2 separate regions of the Bicyclus anynana genome follow, and region 1 is linked to region 2. Evidence: chromatin contacts called from public Hi-C data. All regions are on one chromosome and are shown on one strand. The core of a region is the stretch at or near the end of the contact, and the rest is flanking DNA. Distances in the headings are between cores, read along the strand shown. Region 1 holds the start of LOC112045805 (dihydrolipoyllysine-residue succinyltransferase component of 2-oxoglutarate dehydrogenase complex, mitochondrial). Region 2 holds the start of LOC112045815 (DNA-directed RNA polymerases I, II, and III subunit RPABC3).

Evidence for each region. A called contact is a pair of places that touch in the nucleus more often than the background predicts.
Region 1: a contact with region 2 is called in a Hi-C map of whole body, with 5 times the contacts expected there. The contact joins the promoter of LOC112045805 here to the promoter of LOC112045815 in region 2. A contact is called at or near these places in 2 of 2 Hi-C or Micro-C datasets (whole body and whole larva).

The regions. Positions count from the first base shown.
Region 1 is chr26:7,121,548-7,126,467 of ilBicAnyn1.1, forward strand. LOC112045805 (dihydrolipoyllysine-residue succinyltransferase component of 2-oxoglutarate dehydrogenase complex, mitochondrial) reads right to left here and starts at 1,831. Exons shown (of 3, transcript XM_024082147.2): 1 at 1,677-1,831.
Region 2 is chr26:6,902,651-6,907,310 of ilBicAnyn1.1, forward strand. It overlaps LOC112045815 (DNA-directed RNA polymerases I, II, and III subunit RPABC3), which reads right to left and starts at 2,304. Exons shown (of 3, transcript XM_024082166.2): 1 at 1,981-2,304; 2 at 1,058-1,180; 3 at 1-155. The coding sequence starts at 2,150. LOC112045801 (H/ACA ribonucleoprotein complex subunit 4) reads left to right here and starts at 3,393. Exons shown (of 1, transcript XM_024082139.2): 1 at 3,393-4,660. The coding sequence starts at 3,622.

The sequences.
Region 1 (4,920 bases), core at 581-3,080, 220 kb after region 2:
GTTGGTCATTCAGTTGAGAAGTGGTCATAGCATCAATCAAACTATTCCCAACTGTCTGTCTGATAACACAATTCAATTCGCTTAAAACTATTACACGTTTTATCAAATAGTTTTTACTACTATCAGTGATTCATGAGAGATTTCCAATAAGAAAAATCTTATTATACTCAAAACAGCATAAAGATATATAGAAATAAATAAATAAAAAGTGGCATGCAAAGGCAACCTTATTGCAAGCTCTCGAAGTTACAAGCAATCCCTAACTCCCTGAAAATTATACATGTTAGATGTACAAATGTATCTATACTAATAATTTAAAGAACTAAAGTTTTTGGCGTTTACTGTACTACTGGTAATCTCTGGACTGAACCAAAATTGAAAATTCTTTAACCAGCAGAAAGCCACATTATCTGTGAGCATTATAGGCTATATTTTATCCCAGTATTCCCTCTAAATGGGAACAGGGATGATGACAGTTTTTTATATTGTATATAAATTAAGAGTATACTAATAGTAAAGCAATTTTGTAAAAGGAACAGGGTATCTGCGATCATTACTTTCGGAGCTACAGGGATTTAAAGAGTCAGATTTGCGGTGCTGCTGCGGATTCCTGAAAAACGCCCCATACAAAATGGCTCAATATAATGACGTCATAAGCAATGTAATGATCGTTAGATTTGTATGCGCGTTCAAACAAAATTACTAATATCTTTGTTATTTGTGCGTTTATGCTTATAGTTCATATATTAAAAAATGTCACATTTAATGTAAGGAAGCTAAAACTGTATGAATTTTCATCTAATTACAATAAAATATTTTTAATAGTTTTTGAAATTTTATAGTCTCATTTATTTTGCAAATATCCAGACAATCTTTGCTTTTTATGTATAAATTAGTTACCATTGACCCTATTTACCCGAACGTATCATAAAAATCAATATATTCAAACCTAGTCATCATCCCCACTAAACAGGTAAAGGTGCTTAGGTTAGTAGTGAATATTTTATATCAAAGTTAAAAATGTATTATCTATTTATGACACAAAAGGTTTATAAAATAATTTTCATCCAATATAAAAAGCCACATCAAAACTTCTGCTTCATAATTCTAGAAACACATATTTGAAAAAGAAGAATATTAAAAAAAAACATTAGAATGAAAATTAACAAACGCAAGTGGCTTAACAAACTTGACCTTAATTATCCTAAATTTTGAAAATAGAACATCTGAATTACATATATATCTGTCACTATCACTGAGCGCTTCAATTTATGTGAACTGATTTCTAGTGTTTTAAATTAGTTAGAACATTGAATTGGATGAAAACAAACACAATAGACGCTAAAAACAAATAAAATCGGTATTACAAGATAACAACGATACACAAACATACGATAAAAAATTGCATTCAAGCGAACATATGTGAACCAATTTTCAAGGTTATCCAATGTGGTATTTCATAATTTGAACCTTGAATGGATTAAGATAAATGTGTAACTTACCGTTATTTGTAGTAAACAATCGTTACCATTGACCGATTAGCTATTTTCGGGCAAATATGTTACATAAGCTTATGTCTCATGACACTGGGTACACCGTGAAAATCGGATATAAAATCGATTTTATTGTATTGATAACATAAAAACTAGCACAGTAATAGCAAACTGATACTTCACTTTTATTAACACGCTGCCTGCTTGTGAATTTGAGGCCCCAAGATCTACATTAAATTCACCATGGGGTGTTCGGAATAACTTCGAAAATCCAGTTGGCGGTACGGTAGGTAAAAGAGGTGGGTACCTGTCATGTGGATTAAGGCAGCGTTTCGTTTTTGCTATTAACTTAATTCATATTTTAACATTTATGTAAATAAAATCTTTTCATAAACGTAAAGCGTAATTATAAATTTTTTATATCTATAAAATATTTTGTGACTTTTTTTTGTCAAGAAATTACTGAATTAAGTTCTTTTTTACTTTTTATAAAACTTACGTTTCGTTTCTCCTTCCTAAAAAATTCACAAAGTAATTGCTAAAAGCACCTTAATGGTCTAAGGCTAAAAACAAATTTGATTTTTTTATTTATATTTTTACCAGTTTTAACGTTTTTATACTCAGTTGTGTTTTTACCCGACTGCTATTTATTAATATTGAACGTTTTCAGATTTTGACGTTAGTGGTCTTTACAAATTTTTGACTTTACTTTTTTTACTTTTGGCTATTCATCAACAGGTGGCGCTGTATATTTGACGTTTTTCTTTTTTTACTAAAATACTCCGTTGTCCGTACCATTCTACTCTATGGTCCGTGGTCCGTCTTCGTAACCGTACTCCGTACTCCGATTCCAGGGCTCCCAACTTAGGGGTTTTTCCCCCCAGATTTAGGGGGCAAATAAGTGAAATTGGATTTTTTAGGGGTATTTTCTGGGATTTTTTGACTCTTTAATATTTTTAAATTGATGATAATTTTAATATTTTTTTCTTGATCTAGCGACTTATAACGACATATAATACGTTATTCTACAACCACTCTGAGGCAACTGGCGGCAAAAAGAAATTGTTAAATTTATTCATTGTCAACATGTATGATTTCAAAAAATCTGAATCTTCAGATAAAGATGTAATATTTTGTCTGTATTAAATAAAGACTTTTGAAACATATTACAGCATATTATTTCTAAATTATTATAAATTTATATTTTTTAGGGGGACAACTGAATAATTAAGGTGATTTTAGGGGTTTTGACATAAATTTTAGGGATAAATATTTTGGAGAGTTGGTAACACTGTCCGATTCCGACAAAAAATTAAAAAAGCCGTCGTTTGTGGCGTTGGTTGTTCTTGTTGCGGTTAATGGATTTGTAATTTGTATTTGCTAAGTTAGCCGTTTCGTATTTTATTTTAGTTTCCGATGTGCACAATAATATATTCGATTAAACAATAATTGTGTTTGGTTAAAATATTTGGTCATAAAATGTGTTAGTGTTCGGCGACCGGCGTTTGCCATCTTGTTTTTTTGCATTGTATTTTTTACTGGGCAGAATTGTTCATATTTTTCTCTTGTAAATTTGTAATTATTTAATAGGGATGTTTGATTAATAATTATGTCCTGTGCATTGTAGAATTCTCGTGTCTTATTTCGGTTAGCTAGCTAGCTGTTTAGCAAAAATGAAAGTGCGGGACGATCATGTTGTGTTGAAATTCTAAAATATTCTTGGAGTGAAATAGTTGTAATAACTTCAAAAATCTTTCTAATAGCTTATTTATAGGTTTATATACGAGGTCTGAGTCTCGGAAAATATGATCTTAAAATTAAAAATTCGTTCTGTCATCTATTATTCTTCAGCCTTCGGGAGTCGGGACCCAACCCGCTGCCGGTAACGTCGCTGCGGTCCTCATCAGGGATCTACAGCAATGCTATCTCCAGAAAAAAAATCAAGTTGTTTTATTTTAAGTTCCTACACAAATTCCAAGTTTTCTATCAGAAATGTTAAGCTTGACCACTTACAATTAGAAAAATCGAAATCATCATCATAAATTAGTGAAATCTAGGATATTTCTGGAAAGTTGAAAACCAATATCTCATCAACGTTCCTCCTTCATTATTATTACAGAACTGCCAGGCAGTGGAGTAGTTGCATCTATAAAACTGTACATTAACTTGACATCTGGCTACCAAACAAAACAAACAGTACAAAACAATATTCAAGCTAGGTGTCAAGTTAATCTGCATGAGGTGTGAGGCAAAGCACATCCAAAAAAACTTTTTATCATCAAAAACTCAGGACATTAACTATGTATGGATGCAGACTACTGTCTGCTTCCATACATAGTTAATGTCCTTTGTATGAAACATTGTTTTCCTGAATTTCATGTCGATTGGGCTACATGAAAGCTAGGGCTTGTTGGTTTCTTCACAGTTTTGCTGATGTTTGCTTCAAAAGTGTTATCACTTGGTCAATGCAGTTTGGCTCACAGTAAACGCCCTGCTGCAAGATTCTGAACTACCTGTGAAAGTGGTTTAGTTTGTTTCGGCCCTATGCATCACTAGGTGTTGAAGGACTAGATTCAGAGGTTCTCAAACTTTTTTTGTTCCGGTGGACTCCCTGTTAAAGTTCTATCTAAAATTCAACAAAAAATGTGATTATGTAGTTGAAAGAATTAAATAGAGAGAATTGATTACTTAATAAATTAATTAATTGTGCAGTGAGTGGATGACAAAAAGCAAAATTGTCCAGGAAAAAGGTATTTCAGCCAACTTGATATCTACTCACAGCACAAGGAAGCGATCAATTCATAAATTATTTTATTTAGAAAATTCCAGTTCAGTAGTTTCTGAGCCTATCCAATGCAAATAAACAAATTATAAACAAATCTTTACTCTAACAAGGACTTTTTTTTTAATGTTTGTTACCTCAGAACTTCTTCATTTTGATTTTTTTTTTGTTTGAAAGTATAATCCTGAAGTGGTCCCATTGTCACCATATCAGGATCTGATGATGTTTAATAAGTTTATGTTGCAAAGCAGGCGAGTTGAAAAAATTGTCAAAGTAAACTTCACAACCAAGGCCTTGCAGTTGTTCCGTCAGACAGAGTACTGACTACTGATTCACCAAAACCAATTTCTGTATTAGTTTTCTTTCCTGTATATACTGGCATAAGTACACTGTTGAAGACTCACATCTACACCACATTTTGAACCCCCATTTTATAGGTTTATTTTCATGTTGTGCCCTTTGAATTTGATCGTATGTTCATCAATGGATTGCCTTAGTGAGTTATTCATTGCTGCTTGAAAACACAAATTAAAATGTTGCATAACTGTTTGTGTGATTGTTATTATCAGAGAAGTATAAATTTTGCCGAATCTGCTCAAACCTAGTTCTTAGTATTACATTAGCAATGAAAGACACACCCATGTC
Region 2 (4,660 bases), core at 1,054-3,553:
AAGCCAATTTCTTCATCAACAGATACATGTGCTGATCTACCTCGAAGCCGTGCAAGTTGTTAGCATCTCCTTGCAGTCGCATCAGCAATCCACCAAACGACACATATGCTGCTAATCTTGACGCTGGCTCTAGAGCCACCTCGTCTCCGTCTATCCTGGAACAATATTTTAAAACTATGTACGCCCATAACTTTCGAATGACTGCACCAAACTTGGTTTTATGTATTTGTTATTGTTAGGACAATTTTAAGTAATTTAAAAATTACAATCTGTAAAAATAATAAATAAATAAAAAAATTAAATCTGAGGCAAAGCTTTTCTATACTCCCATACAAACACAATAATAATTAAAACGTCCGCGACTTCGTCCGCGTGAAACTTGATGTAAACTTTCAACTACCCCTACCCTATTCCTACCTACCCTAACCCTACCCTACCCTACCCCTACCTTACCCCTACCCTAGGTATAATGTGTTGCGGACTTTTTTGTAGATATTTATAAGATCTACAATTAATTATAACATTTTATGGTTCTATCTTTTATAGTTTAGGCAGCGTACGCAAAATAAGTGATTTTTTACACCTTGTAAAAAAAATCCTGTCCTAAATAAAATTTAGCCTATGTTACTTGTGGATAATGTAGCTTTCGAATGGTGAAAGAATTTTTAAAATCCGTCCAGTAATTTTTGAGTCTATTCATTAGAAGCAAACAAACATACAAACAAAGTTTTCCTCTTTATAATATATAAGTATAGATTGTACTATATTTAAAGGCTTTTAGGTATAATTTTCTTTACCAATCATTTTAGCACTGTCAAAGCATAAATGGCCAGTTTTTAAGTGAAATTTTCTACATGATTTGCATCCTTTAATTATAAGAGGTCAATGTATAAATGATGCCAAAAATTGTAAAAAATGATGATTTTAAAAGTAATCTGCCTTCTGAACCTCTTGTAGTCTCTACAAATCAAACTTGATGTTTCAAAACTGCTTGTAAACTAAGCTTACTTGAATAAAAACATAAATTTCTAAATTAAACATACAAAATCATACTAACTTATAAACTTTTCCATACATAACATATTCAAAACTGTCCGCCCTGTTGCCTTCAGTTTCTAAAGGATTCCATTCTCCTCCGTCCGGGTAGCCATTCTCTCTCAATGTTGTTGCTAACACCAATCTACAATGAAAAAAAAGAATTTAAACAATATACCAATAGCATCTATTAAGTCTAATGTAGTGTATATTAAGATTGTTACTTAATCAAAATGTATTTTTCACTACTCTTGCTCAAAAACGCTGCCATATTACCACATATTAACACAACAGAGCTAAACAACCATTTCAGCCTCTAGGGGCTAAAGTAATATTGTTTTTTTAATTTATGTCCGAGTACTAGCCAAGTACTAGCTTACTAAAAAACTTTTAAAACATCAAGTTTTAAAAGTGCTTGTAACTATTTGTAAAAACTCTACCACCAGTTCGGCAGGTTCTGCTAAGAGGAGCCGGTAAGAACCACAGTTGCTCTTTTGTTTTGTGAAGGAGGAAACTGATCCAATGACCTACAAGTCAAAAAATTCATCAAATGTGTAATAACCATACCTTACTACACCAATATATCATAGCCCACCATTGCACCTCATTGTAATGTTTGGGTTATTCATTAAGCAGGTTGTTTATTTGTTGTATATCAAATATATTCAATGGCAGGTTGTATTTATGACAACCATAGAGGAATTAACTGACAGTGGGCTTCACTGATGTCTCGGACAGGCAAATTGTATCATTGATTATTGAAGACTTGTTTAATTACCCAAATATTTCACTCATGGTATACCTAAACAGGTTCATATTTAATTCAACGCTGCAGTCTACCGACCAAAATCACACTAAGCTAATGTAAAACAATGCTTCAACAAAACTTAGATAACCTAACTAAATATACATAGATTTTGGAACAATACCATTTAAAGTACGCACCTAAACTTATCACCCAACTCCATAGGGTATATCCACGAGTTAATGTCTAATATTAAATCCATTTTGAACGACTCTGATTCACAGTGCAACCTGCTTACTCTGTCGAACTTCTTTCCCTCTGGGTCCATATCTTTCACGTTGAATATATCCTCAAATAACACACCAGCCATTTTGTAACGAGTGAAACTACTTGGCTAATAAAAAAGGTGTTTTCTTTTATTATTATAACATAATTAAACTGAACAGGAACGTAAATATTTAGTTTACAATCTCGAAAACACGCCAAGCCCAAAACAAAACCAATCCAATGCTCAAATTCAAAAAGCAGTGTTACCAACTCTCCAAAATATTTATCCCTAAAGTTGGTGTCAAAAACCCCTAAAATAGCCTTAATTATTGAGTTGTCCCCCTAAAAAATATAAATTCATAATAATTTAGAAATAATATGCTGTCATATGTTTCAAAAGTCTATATTTAATGCAGAAAAAATACTACGTCTTTATCTGAAGATTCAGATTTTTTGAAATCATACATGTTGACAATGAATAAATTTAGCAATTTTTTTTACTCGATGAAAATTGCCTCCAATTTCCTCAGTGGTTGTAGAATAATGTAATATAATATGTCGTTATACGTTGCTAGGCCAAGAAAGAAATATTAAAATTATCATCAATTTAAAAATCCCTGAAAATACCCCTAAAAATTTCAGACCCCTAAAAAAATCCCATTTCACTTATTTGCCCCCTAAATCTGGGGGGAAAACCCCTAAGTTGGGAACCCTGTCAAAAAGTCAAAATCAACACAAATGAGAAATGACAAATGACAATTGATTTGACATTGACAATTAACAAATTCATTTACAAAGCATGCTGATTAGATGTGTTAGTTTTAATTTTAATCTATTAGGAAACTCAATGAAACATATAAATTAAATATTCAACTGTAGTAATAATATTTGCAGTATATTTAATTTTTGTAATTTTTTTTTTTTGCTACAGTTTTTAAATGTATTTGCAGCTTTTGTTTTAGATTCTGTTTAGTCTCTTTAAAAGCTATTCTCATGGTGTTGCCAACTTGGTATATTTTCCACTAAAACTGTTTATTTTAACAACCCATAGGTCGCAAAATACTATATTTATACGTCTTTCTTTTCTTACCAGCAGTACCAGTAAAGTTATTGAAATCTATTTAATGCGAACAAGACTAATCACAATCATTAAATTAACAGAAAAATTAAATATAACTCGCATACACGATTTATTTGTTGCACGCTTAGTCAAAACTTTTGGTTGTTGAAAATATGAGCTGTAGTTTGTAGTAAAAAGCCATTTGTAGTAAAAGGGATTCATAATTTATTTAATTCAATCTGGTGGAGTGGTTAGATTTTCAGTTGGGCTGGCAACACTGTCGTTAGACAACGAAGCGTCAAGCGTCAAGCTCAAGCCACACGGAAAATAAAATAACCTCACTCTCGCCGAGGCCGAGATTGTCAAGCTAAGACAAAAAATAAGCTAACCTCTTTGTACATACATACACGTGTTGTAATAAAAACATCCGAAATTATAAACATAATCTACAAAACTATTTGTGTGTGCAAAAAACTAATATTCTGTGCTGTGTTAAATTGAACTGTAACCAAAAATGACTGACGTATTGCCATCGGGCAGCGAAGTGTTTTCGGAGAAGAAAAAGAAGAAAAACAAAGATGGGGTGACTTTGGGCGCTTTCCAGAAGATCGGCGACTTCAAAATCGAGCCTTCTGAGAGTGTTACGAAGTTGGACACAGCGTACTGGCCTTTGTTATTGAAGAACTTCGATAGACTCAACGTGCGTACGAACCATTACACGCCGCTGCCATTCGGTAGTTCACCTCTAAAACGCTCTATCACGGAGTATGTCAAGTCTGGATTCATCAACGTGGATAAACCCAGCAATCCAAGCTCTCATGAAGTCGTATCGTGGATAAAAAGGATATTAAAAGTCGAGAAGACCGGCCATTCCGGCACTTTGGATCCTAAAGTCACTGGCTGTTTGATAGTGTGCATAGACCGTGCTACAAGGCTGGTGAAGTCCCAACAGAACGCTGGTAAGGAGTATGTTGCTATTTTTAACTTACATTCTGCAGTGGAGAATATCCAGAAGGTCACCCAAGGTTTGGAGAAGCTACGTGGTGCTCTGTTCCAACGTCCACCCCTCATATCTGCAGTCAAACGTCAGCTCCGAGTCAGAACTGTGTATGACAGTAAGTTGCTAGATTATGACCAAGAACGCAACATAGGTATTTTCTGGGTTAGCTGTGAAGCTGGGTCGTACATACGTACCATGTGTGTACACTTGGGACTAATGCTTGGTGTAGGAGGTCAGATGATAGAGCTAAGGAGAGTTAGATCAGGTATACAAGGTGAAAAGGAAGGCATGGTGACCATGCATGATATTCTAGATGCGCAATGGGCGTACGAAAACCATAAAGATGAGACATATTTACGTAGAGTTATTAAACCTTTGGAAGGTTTATTAATAGCTCATAAAAGAATCTTTATTAAAGACAGTGCTATCAATGCTGTTTGCTACGGTGCGAAAGTACTTCTACCTGGTATATTGAGGTATGAAGACGGGATAGAACTTGATCAGGAAATAGTGATTGTCACAGCGAAAGGGGAGGCTGTCGCTTTAGCCATTG